Linked DNA regions of Macaca mulatta: region 2 is linked to region 1. A link is a contact called in public Hi-C data. All regions are on one chromosome and are shown on one strand. Each heading gives the region's core, a stretch centred on a gene start, on an enhancer-like site or on the middle of the called end of the contact. The rest is flanking DNA. Distances are from core to core; before and after follow the strand shown. Region 1 holds the start of FER1L5 (fer-1 like family member 5). Region 2 holds the start of CNNM4 (cyclin and CBS domain divalent metal cation transport mediator 4).

Evidence for each region. A called contact is a pair of places that touch in the nucleus more often than the background predicts.
Region 2: a Hi-C map of liver shows a contact between it and region 1, with 2.7 times the contacts expected there. The contact joins the promoter of CNNM4 here to the promoter of FER1L5 in region 1. A contact is called at or near these places in 4 of 14 Hi-C or Micro-C datasets (CD4 T cells, blood, fetal cortex germinal zone and 1 more).

What each region holds. Positions count from the first base shown.
Region 1 is chr13:5,294,933-5,299,330 of T2T-MMU8v2.0, forward strand. FER1L5 (fer-1 like family member 5) reads left to right here and starts at 1,892. Exons shown (of 52, transcript XM_028832154.2): 1 at 1,892-2,076. The coding sequence starts at 1,992.
Region 2 is chr13:5,417,063-5,421,460 of T2T-MMU8v2.0, forward strand. It overlaps CNNM4 (cyclin and CBS domain divalent metal cation transport mediator 4), which reads left to right and starts at 1,755. Exons shown (of 7, transcript NM_001356559.2): 1 at 1,755-3,263. The coding sequence starts at 1,862.

The sequences.
Region 1 (4,398 bases), core at 642-3,141:
AAATGATGACTGATCAATAATTGGTTATTTGGTTGACTGACTGAGAGAGCAAGAGTCATGGTTCAAGATGATAAATCTCACCCGGGAGCTGTGGCTCATGCCTATCATCCCAGCACGTTGGGAGGCCCAGGTGGGAGGATCGCTTGAGACCAAGAGTTCAAGACCAGCCTGCACAGAACAGTCAGACTTCGTTTCTATTTTTTTAAAAAAATTAATTAATTAAATTTTTAAAAATGGCCAGGTGTGGTGGCTCACACCTGTAATCCCAGCACTTTGGGAGGCTGAGGCGGATGGATCACAAGTTCAGGAGTTCAAGACCAGCCTGGCCAAAATGGCGAAACCCTGTCTCTACTAAAAATGCAAAAATTAGCCACGTGTGGTGGCCCATGCCTGTAATCCCAGCTACTCGGGAGGCTGAGGTAGGAGAATCACTTAAACCCGGGAGGCAGAGATCGGTGAGCCGAGATCGCCGAGCCGAGATTCATTCTTTGCCAATTTAAGAGGTGATAAATGGTATCTTATCCCGTTTCTTGGCTTATTAATGAGTTTGATTTTTTGTTTTGTTTTGTTTTGTTGTTGTTGTTGTTGAGACGGGGTCTCTCTCTGTCGGCCAGGCTGGAGTGCAGTGGCGTGATCTCGGCTCACTGCAACCTCCGCCTCCAGGGTTCAAGCGATTCTCCTGCCTCAGCCTCCCGAGTAGCTGAGACTACAGGCGTGTGCCACCACGCCCGGATAATTTTTTTGTATTTTTAGGAGAGACAGGGTTTCACTGTGTTAGCCAGGATGGTCTCCATCTCCTGACCTCGTGATCCACCCACCTCGGCCTCCTAAAGTGCTGGGATTACAGGCATGAGCCACTGCTCCCAGCTTTTAGATATTCATTAGTTTTCCTTCTAACTATTAAATAAGATGTAATTTATACAACGTTCAACCCTAAAACCTAAAAAACCTTGCTGTGGAGAATAACAGTAAATGCCCCAGCTCCACCTTAATGCTCAGAGGCTCTGACAGCCATAAAGACAGCCACTTCAAAACTGCATGGGCTTCCTCGACCTTCCATAGGAGCTCATTCATTCAAAAGCTAATTTCCTTTTGTCAAAGAGGGTCTCATATGTAAACTTAGGTTTTTCTTAGTAAAAAGGAGGCTTCCACGTTAAGAAGAACTTTCGCTGAGACCTCACAGAAATAGTCCTTGATTTTCCTATCCCTTTTCTCAGGTCGCTTCACTGTTTTCTTATTTTCTCATCTAAATTGTGTGACTTTGGCAATGATTCACTCCAGACAACTTGCTTGTACAAGGAGAAAACATCAACCTTACGTCTGACCTTGAAATCAAAAGGACAGCAAGGAGGGCAGGTGTGGGGTGGGAAAAAAAAAAAAAAAGGGCCAGACTTGGTGGCTCACGCCTGTAATCCCAGCAGTATGGGAGGCCGGGGCGGGCAGATCACCTGAGTTCGAGAATTCCAGACCAACCTGACCAACATAGAGAAACCCCATCTCTACTAAAATTACAAAATTAGCTGGGTGTGGTGGCGCATGCGTGTAGTCCCAGCCACTCGGGAGGCTGAGGCAGGAGAATCGCTTGAACTCGGGAGGCAGAGGTTGTGGTGAGCTGAAATCGCACCATTGCACTCCAGCCTGGGCAACAAGAGCAAGACTCCATCTCAAAAAAAAAAAAAAAAAAAAAAAAAGCAGAATAGGAGAAAAGAGAAAAGAGGAGGTGAAAGCAGCCAGATGATTTTGTTTCTACAGGCCCAGTCACCTATACTGGGTGACACCCATACTGTTCCTCTTCCCCCCTCTTTCCCATTAATTCCTCACCAGAACCGAGAACCGCCCACCTTTGTGACATCCTCTCTGTTGCCAAGCAACAGACAGGAAGTGGGGCTCCACTCACCCCAGGATCCCTGGGAAGAGCCTCGGACTGAGGAGCTCCAAAAAGGAAGCTGTGGCACTGCGGAGGGAACGAGGGAAGAGAGTAGGTCTCCGAGATGCTGCGGCTTGTTGTGCAGTCGGCCAAGATTGACCCACCGCTAGCTCCACTACCCAGGCCCTGCATGTCCATCGACTTCAGAGGTGAGAGCCTCCTTGAGTCCACATGGGAGAGAGAAGCCCCCAGAGGCAACATGCATTCAGTGAAAAAAGAGGTGTAGGGCACCGTACTACGTAAAAGATGCCCTGTATAACACAAAGTGAAGTAGACATTGCCCAGCTCTCTCAAAACTTATTGCTGTCGTTTGATTATGACTTCTCTGCCTCCTACTTTTGCTAGGGAATGGATATGGAAAAAAGAGAGGACGAGTGCTTCTGGACCTTCTTCCATGACCTAGAGCTGCGCCGTAAACTAAGGCTTAAAGAGAAAGTCCCTGCTTCCTCAGATTGATATGGGGGTTTAAAAAGATAATATGTGTATAGCCCTTAGTATAACTTCTAGTAATAACTGCTTGATCATATTAGTTCCGTTTGCATGAGCTTTACAACTGACAAAGCGTTTTTTTTTTTTGTTTTTTTTTTGAGACAGACTGTCACTCTGTTACCCAGGCTAGAGTGCAGTGGTGTGATCTTGGCTCACTGCAACCTCTGCCTCCCAGGTTCAAGCAATTCCCCTGCCTCAGCCTCCGAAGTAGCTGGGACTACAAGCGCATGCCACCACACCCGGCTAATTATTGTCATTTTGGTGGACACGGGGTTTCACCATATTGGTCAGGCTGGTCTCGAACTCCTGACCTCAGGGATCCACCCACCTGGGCCTCCCAAAGTGCTGAGATTACAGGTGTGAGCCATGGCACCCAGCTGACAAAGCCTTTTCATATGTACAATGATGTCTGCTGCTCACAGCAATTCCAGAGGTAGATGAAGCAAATTTTATCATCTCCATTTTTTTTTTGTAGATGAAGCAAGTTTTACTATCTCCATTTTTTTTTTTTTTTTTTTTTTTTTTTTAGTTAAGAGAATAGAACCCCAAGAAGGAAGGGAAAGAAAAGGATGAAAGAATTTGTGAGAGAAAATGAGAGAGATGTTAGGTATATTTAGATATCAAAGATCTGGCAGCTAAAAGGAAAGAAAAGAATAAAGGGTGAAAGGATGGGGCATGGTGGCTCACGGTTGTAATCCCAGCACTTTGGGAGGCTGAGGTGGGCAGATCACTGGAGGTCAGGAGTTCGAGACAAGCCTGGTCAACACAGTGAAACCCCGTCTCTATTAAAATATAAAAACTAGCTGGGCGTGGTGGCAGGTGCCTGTAATCCCAGCTACTTGAGAGACTGAGGCGGAAGAATCGCTTGAACCTGGGAGGCGGAGGTTGCAGTGAGCCAAGATCACACCACTGCACTCCAGCCTGGCCAACAGATCAAGAAGTGCCATCTCGAAAGAAAGAAAGAAAAACGAAAAAAGGGTGAAAGTATGTAGGTGGAGATACAGGACGGTGGATACAGGCAAATAGGTTTTACAGGGACAGTTGGTAGGGAGAAAACCCAGACCAAGAGAAAAGAGGACACAGTAGTTCCTACAGGAGATGTGAGTGAAGAATGAAATTTCTTTATTTTATGTTATGCTGTTGTTCTGTGAAACTAGGCTTGTTGAACACAGCAATATTCAGAGATTGAACATTTGGGACTCTGGGCTCACAGGGTCATACATGCTGATGTCCTCAGTCTGCAGGTTTCAAGAGGGGCGGTGCGAGTTCAGGATGAATTTGCCCTGCTTGACTAATTCTCCAGTTAGCCAGGCGAGGGGTTGCCAGTTCTTCTCTGATTCTGAGCCATCTTCCCCACCAACTCATGGGCACCATCTTTCTCATTCCAGAAATATCTCTCACAAAGATGCCTAAAACTCAGAACCCTGGGTTCACCCACAGATTCTTCTGATTGTATGTTTATGTTTGACACTTTGTACTCCTTTTGTCCTTCTCAGCCTCTTCCTTCATATGCTGTCCACTAACCTGCTCCCCTTCCCACTGCTTGGAGGGCCTTTTACCCATTATGGATGTTTCAGGATGTCTTCGTTAGGGTACACTGGGCTTTGCTCTGGCAATAAATAAAACCTTAATTTTCAGTGGGTTAACGATGAAAGTTTACCTCTTGCTTACACCAAGTCCTGCATGGATGGTGCTGGTCAGACAGCTCTCCTGGGTAGCTCCTACAAATGGTAGTTTAGGGACTAGCCACGTGCTCCTTGTGGCTGCAAAGTTAGCAGGTCACGAGGGTGGCTATAGGGAGAGGAGAGAGGAGAATGAAGAATCTCATGGAAATTGAGAACCAGACCTGGCAGTGGCAAATATCATATCCATACCCCATTGGCCAGAGTGAGTCACACGGCCCCGCTTAGCTGCAAGACACTGAAAACTCCGGAAGAAAATGAAATGGGCCAGGCGTGGCGGCTTTCACCTGTAATCCCAAC
Region 2 (4,398 bases), core at 505-3,004, 120 kb after region 1:
GCTTGCTTTGAAGCAATTCAGGTGGCTCTTCCTGATTGGTGGAGACAGGGAAGGAACAGGCAGTCAAGGTTCTGCTTTTGTTCTGTCTCAGCCAGTGCCCATTCCACGGCTCCTATTCCTTGAAAAAACTGGCCTGCTGGGCACTGGCTACAAAGTATCCGCTATGAGTGGGACCCTACTTGCAACAGACTTCTCCCGGCGGGCCTAGTTACAGAATCCTCTACCCCTGCTAACATGGCTTTCTTGAGTCCGGGCCACTCTGCTACCACACCTCCTCCCAAAACATTGTATGATTGTTCCTTTCTGTTTAGGCTCCTTCCGTTTGGTAGTGATTGTTGCTTTTATTAGCAAACATTATACCAAAATGAAAATAAACACAAGTGTCAGTGCGGGAAGAGAGTAAAGTGGGTTCTGTGTCTTCAGTACTGGGAAAAGATTTGCTGTGAGACCTGGTGGTCAACCCAGTACCTGATCTTCTCTGTGCACCTCTGCAATTATTGTAAGGATGTTATCTGTCTGTCTCCTTCCCCCTCACAGGGTGGGCAGCTGCGGTCTTCCTCATACACCCTACTGACACAGGGGTGGGGCCATTCAAGAAGCAGTCACTTCAGGGATAGGCCCACTGCCGCGCCTGCCTGCTCATGTCCACAGGCAGCTGCCCAGCTGATCAATCACCACAATTTGGGGTTAGGAGTTTGGTCCTGGAAGGCAGGTAGCCACAACTACTACCTAGCCAAAGAATATTCTAAAGAGCTGTCCTGTCGTGTTCAATGTCTAGGTCCACGGTTCCCGCAAGCTTAGCGAAGTAATGCTCTATCATTCTTACCCGCATTTACAGATGGGGAAATGGGCTGGGAGATGACAATCTGGAGGGACCAGGATTTGTGTCTCGGCTCAATTTCTACATCTCTAAATGGAAATAATTCTACTAACTCTGAGGGTTGTGGGGGGAATTTAATGAATATATGTGTTTACTTGTTTATCTCCTGTTTTCTGTTCTAGACTGTAAACCCAATGGGCAGCTACTTCGGTTTGTTCACTGCTCTATTGTCAGAGCCTAGAACAAGTGCCGGTACGAAGTAGATGTTCAATAAATATCCAAGCCTAAATGGAAGCGACAGGAGACAAGTCTAGGCCAGAGCCTGGCCCTTCTATAACCTTAGTTCCCCAGATTTGCCTTCCACATCTGGCAGCCACTGGTTGATGGAAGCATCGTCGGGCTGGGGCTACGGCTGGGGCTGGGGGAAACTACTTCTGGCCTTGGGACAAGGTCAGCAAAAATCTCAGCAGCGAGGAGGCCAGAAAAGTCCCCAGGGGCAGGCTGCAATGCCAGCCTAAGCCCTCAGGTTCCCTTTTTCTTTTTCTACATCAGGAAAAGCACTTTTCTCGCCCTGCCTGCAGAGCGGGCCACCCCCAGCTGCAGGCTGCCGGGACGGAAAAGGAGCCTCGCACGAGCGGCCGGGCGAGGCCGAGGAACAGGAACGGCGTGGCGAGGAGACCAGGTCCCGGAGAAGGAGAGCCGACCCCACGGGCAGAGAAAGGCGGGGAAGGGCGCGGAGGCGGAGCACTGGGCCTGTCCCCGCCCGCGGCTCTCGCGCTTCGGAGCTGTTCCACCTTAAGCGTCTGGACCCCCTTAAGGGCAGGGGCTGGAGCAGCGAGCCCCGGGGGCGGAGCCTCCAATGCAAATGAGGGGCGTGGGCAGGCGGGGCGTGGCGGCCGGGGCGCTGACCTGACGTCAGGCTCGCGGCCCGGGCAGTTGGCTCGGCGGCAGCGGAGCGGCCGGAGCGGCCGGAGCGGCGGTGCGAAGCGGGGCCGCGCGGCGTGGCGCGGGGAGCGGCGGCGGCGGCAGAGCCAGAGCAACATGGCGCCGGTGGGCGGGGGCGGGCGCCCGGGCGACGGGCCGGCCCGCGGGCGCCTCCTCCTGGCGGCGCCGGTGCTGCTGGTGCTGCTGTGGGCGCGGGGGGCCCGGGGCCAGGGCAGCCCCCAGCAGGGCGCGATCGTGGGCATGAGGCTGGCGAGCTGCAACAAGTCGTGTGGGACGAACCCGGATGGCATCATCTTCGTGTCCGAGGGCAGCACCGTGAACCTGAGGCTGTACGGCTACAGCCTGGGCAACATCTCCGGTAACCTGATCTCCTTCACCGAGGTGGACGATGCCGAGACCCTCCACAAGTCCACCAGCTGTCTCGAGCTCACCAAGGACCTGGTTGTCCAGCAGCTGGTCAACGTGAGCCGCGGGAACACGTCCGGCGTGCTGGTGGTGCTCACCAAGTTCCTCCGGAGGAGCGAGAACATGAAGCTGTATGCACTGTGCACCCGGGCCCAGCCCGACGGGCCCTGGCTGAAGTGGACGGACAAGGACTCACTGCTCTTCATGGTGGAGGAGCCTGGGAGGTTCCTGCCTCTCTGGCTGCACATCCTCCTCATTACGGTGCTGCTGGTGCTGTCGGGCATATTTTCTGGCCTCAACCTCGGGCTTATGGCCCTGGACCCCATGGAGCTGCGCATCGTGCAGAACTGTGGCACCGAGAAGGAGAGGCGCTATGCCCGCAAGATTGAGCCCATCCGGCGCAAGGGCAACTACCTTCTCTGTTCGTTGCTCCTGGGGAACGTGCTGGTCAACACCTCCCTCACCATCCTTCTAGACAACCTCATCGGGTCCGGCCTCATGGCGGTGGCCTCCTCCACCATTGGCATTGTCATCTTTGGGGAGATCCTACCTCAGGCCCTGTGCTCCCGACACGGGCTGGCTGTGGGTGCCAACACCATCATTCTCACCAAATTCTTTATGCTGCTCACCTTCCCCCTCAGTTTTCCCATCAGCAAGCTCCTGGACTTTTTTCTGGGCCAGGAGATTCGCACTGTTTACAACCGGGAGAAGCTGATGGAGATGTTGAAGGTGACGGAGCCGTATAATGACCTCGTGAAAGAGGAGCTCAATATGATCCAGGGTGCCCTGGAACTCCGCACCAAAACCGTAGAGGATATCATGACCCAGCTCCAGGACTGCTTCATGATCCGCAGCGATGCCATCCTGGACTTCAACACCATGTCAGAGATTATGGAAAGCGGCTATACCCGCATCCCGGTGTTTGAAGATGAGCAGTCCAATATCGTAGATATTCTCTACGTCAAAGACTTGGCCTTTGTGGACCCTGATGACTGCACCCCGCTCAAGACTATCACTCGCTTCTACAACCACCCAGTGCACTTTGTCTTCCATGACACCAAGTTGGATGCCATGCTGGAGGAGTTCAAGAAGGGTAAGGCCGCATGTAGTTCCCCTGGTTCAATTTCCTCGAGACGCCTCTTGTCCCCTGGCGTGTTTTGTGTCTACTGGCTTTAGTGTTCTGTTTGTGTGACTCTGTGTCCCTTTGCCCATCACTTCCTATGCCTCTGAGGTGAACGATTTTGGAGCAGGAGACCCATTCTCAAGTGTCTGCCGTCTGCCAGGTAGTATGCTGTGTGCTCCTGATGAATCAAAGCTGAATAAGACACACTCGCTCCCTTGGAGGGCTGGAGCAAGGCCTCAGGGAGCTGTTGAAGCAAGACAGAGTAAGATGCCTGAAAAGAGGCCAGGGTGATGGAGATTTAGAGTATGGGGTGGAGTCGAGAAGGGGCTGGGAAATTGGGGAATTCACAGGGGAAGGTGCTTTTGAGGAGAACCTTAAAAGGTGGAGAGGCTTGCTGCTTGAGGCAGAGGGAACCCCGCAAGCAGAGAACCCGAGTGGTGAAGCAAAGGTGTGCTGGTGGCCCAGCGGGTGGTCCTGTTTCTTGGGCGTAGTGGCTCTGATGCTCAGTTGTCAATGGCTGGAGTCGTTTGGGGCCTGGTGGTGGATGCTAAGTTTGCTCCCAGCGTGGAGCTGCAGGTTTTTGAGCAGGGGAGTGATGTTACTGGAGGTGCCAACCCACAGAAGCAGAACTGGGAGGTCTCTCATTGGCTTGCCGCTCAGAACAATGCCAAGTGGCGCTTTCGACTATTCAGCAGACGCAAGCAGATTAAGTTTTGGTAATTGTCCCGTCTTTCCCTGGCGCCAGCATCAGCTTCCCTCCAGTGGTCTGCCGGAAACCTTCAGCTGCCTTGCACTGCCTCGTGTTTTTTTCTCACCTGGGTTCTTGGCCATTTCGCAGGTAGTTAGAGAGACATTTGGAGGGTTTACTCATCAGCCTCAAAGCTCAAGGCACACACTCCTTTTCTTCCAGCAAAATTTTCCTCCCACCTCTGCCATTCAGAAACCCTCAAAGTGGCAGTAAACAAGCCAATTATGGAGTGGAACCCTCCTAGGCTGGCTGAAGGAAGTGAGGAGGCAGAAAGGGAAGCTCTTTTTTAAAGGAATGGGGGTGAGGGGCTCATCCCAAACTTGAGGACTTTGCTTTCTAAACACCCTCCCAGCCTTC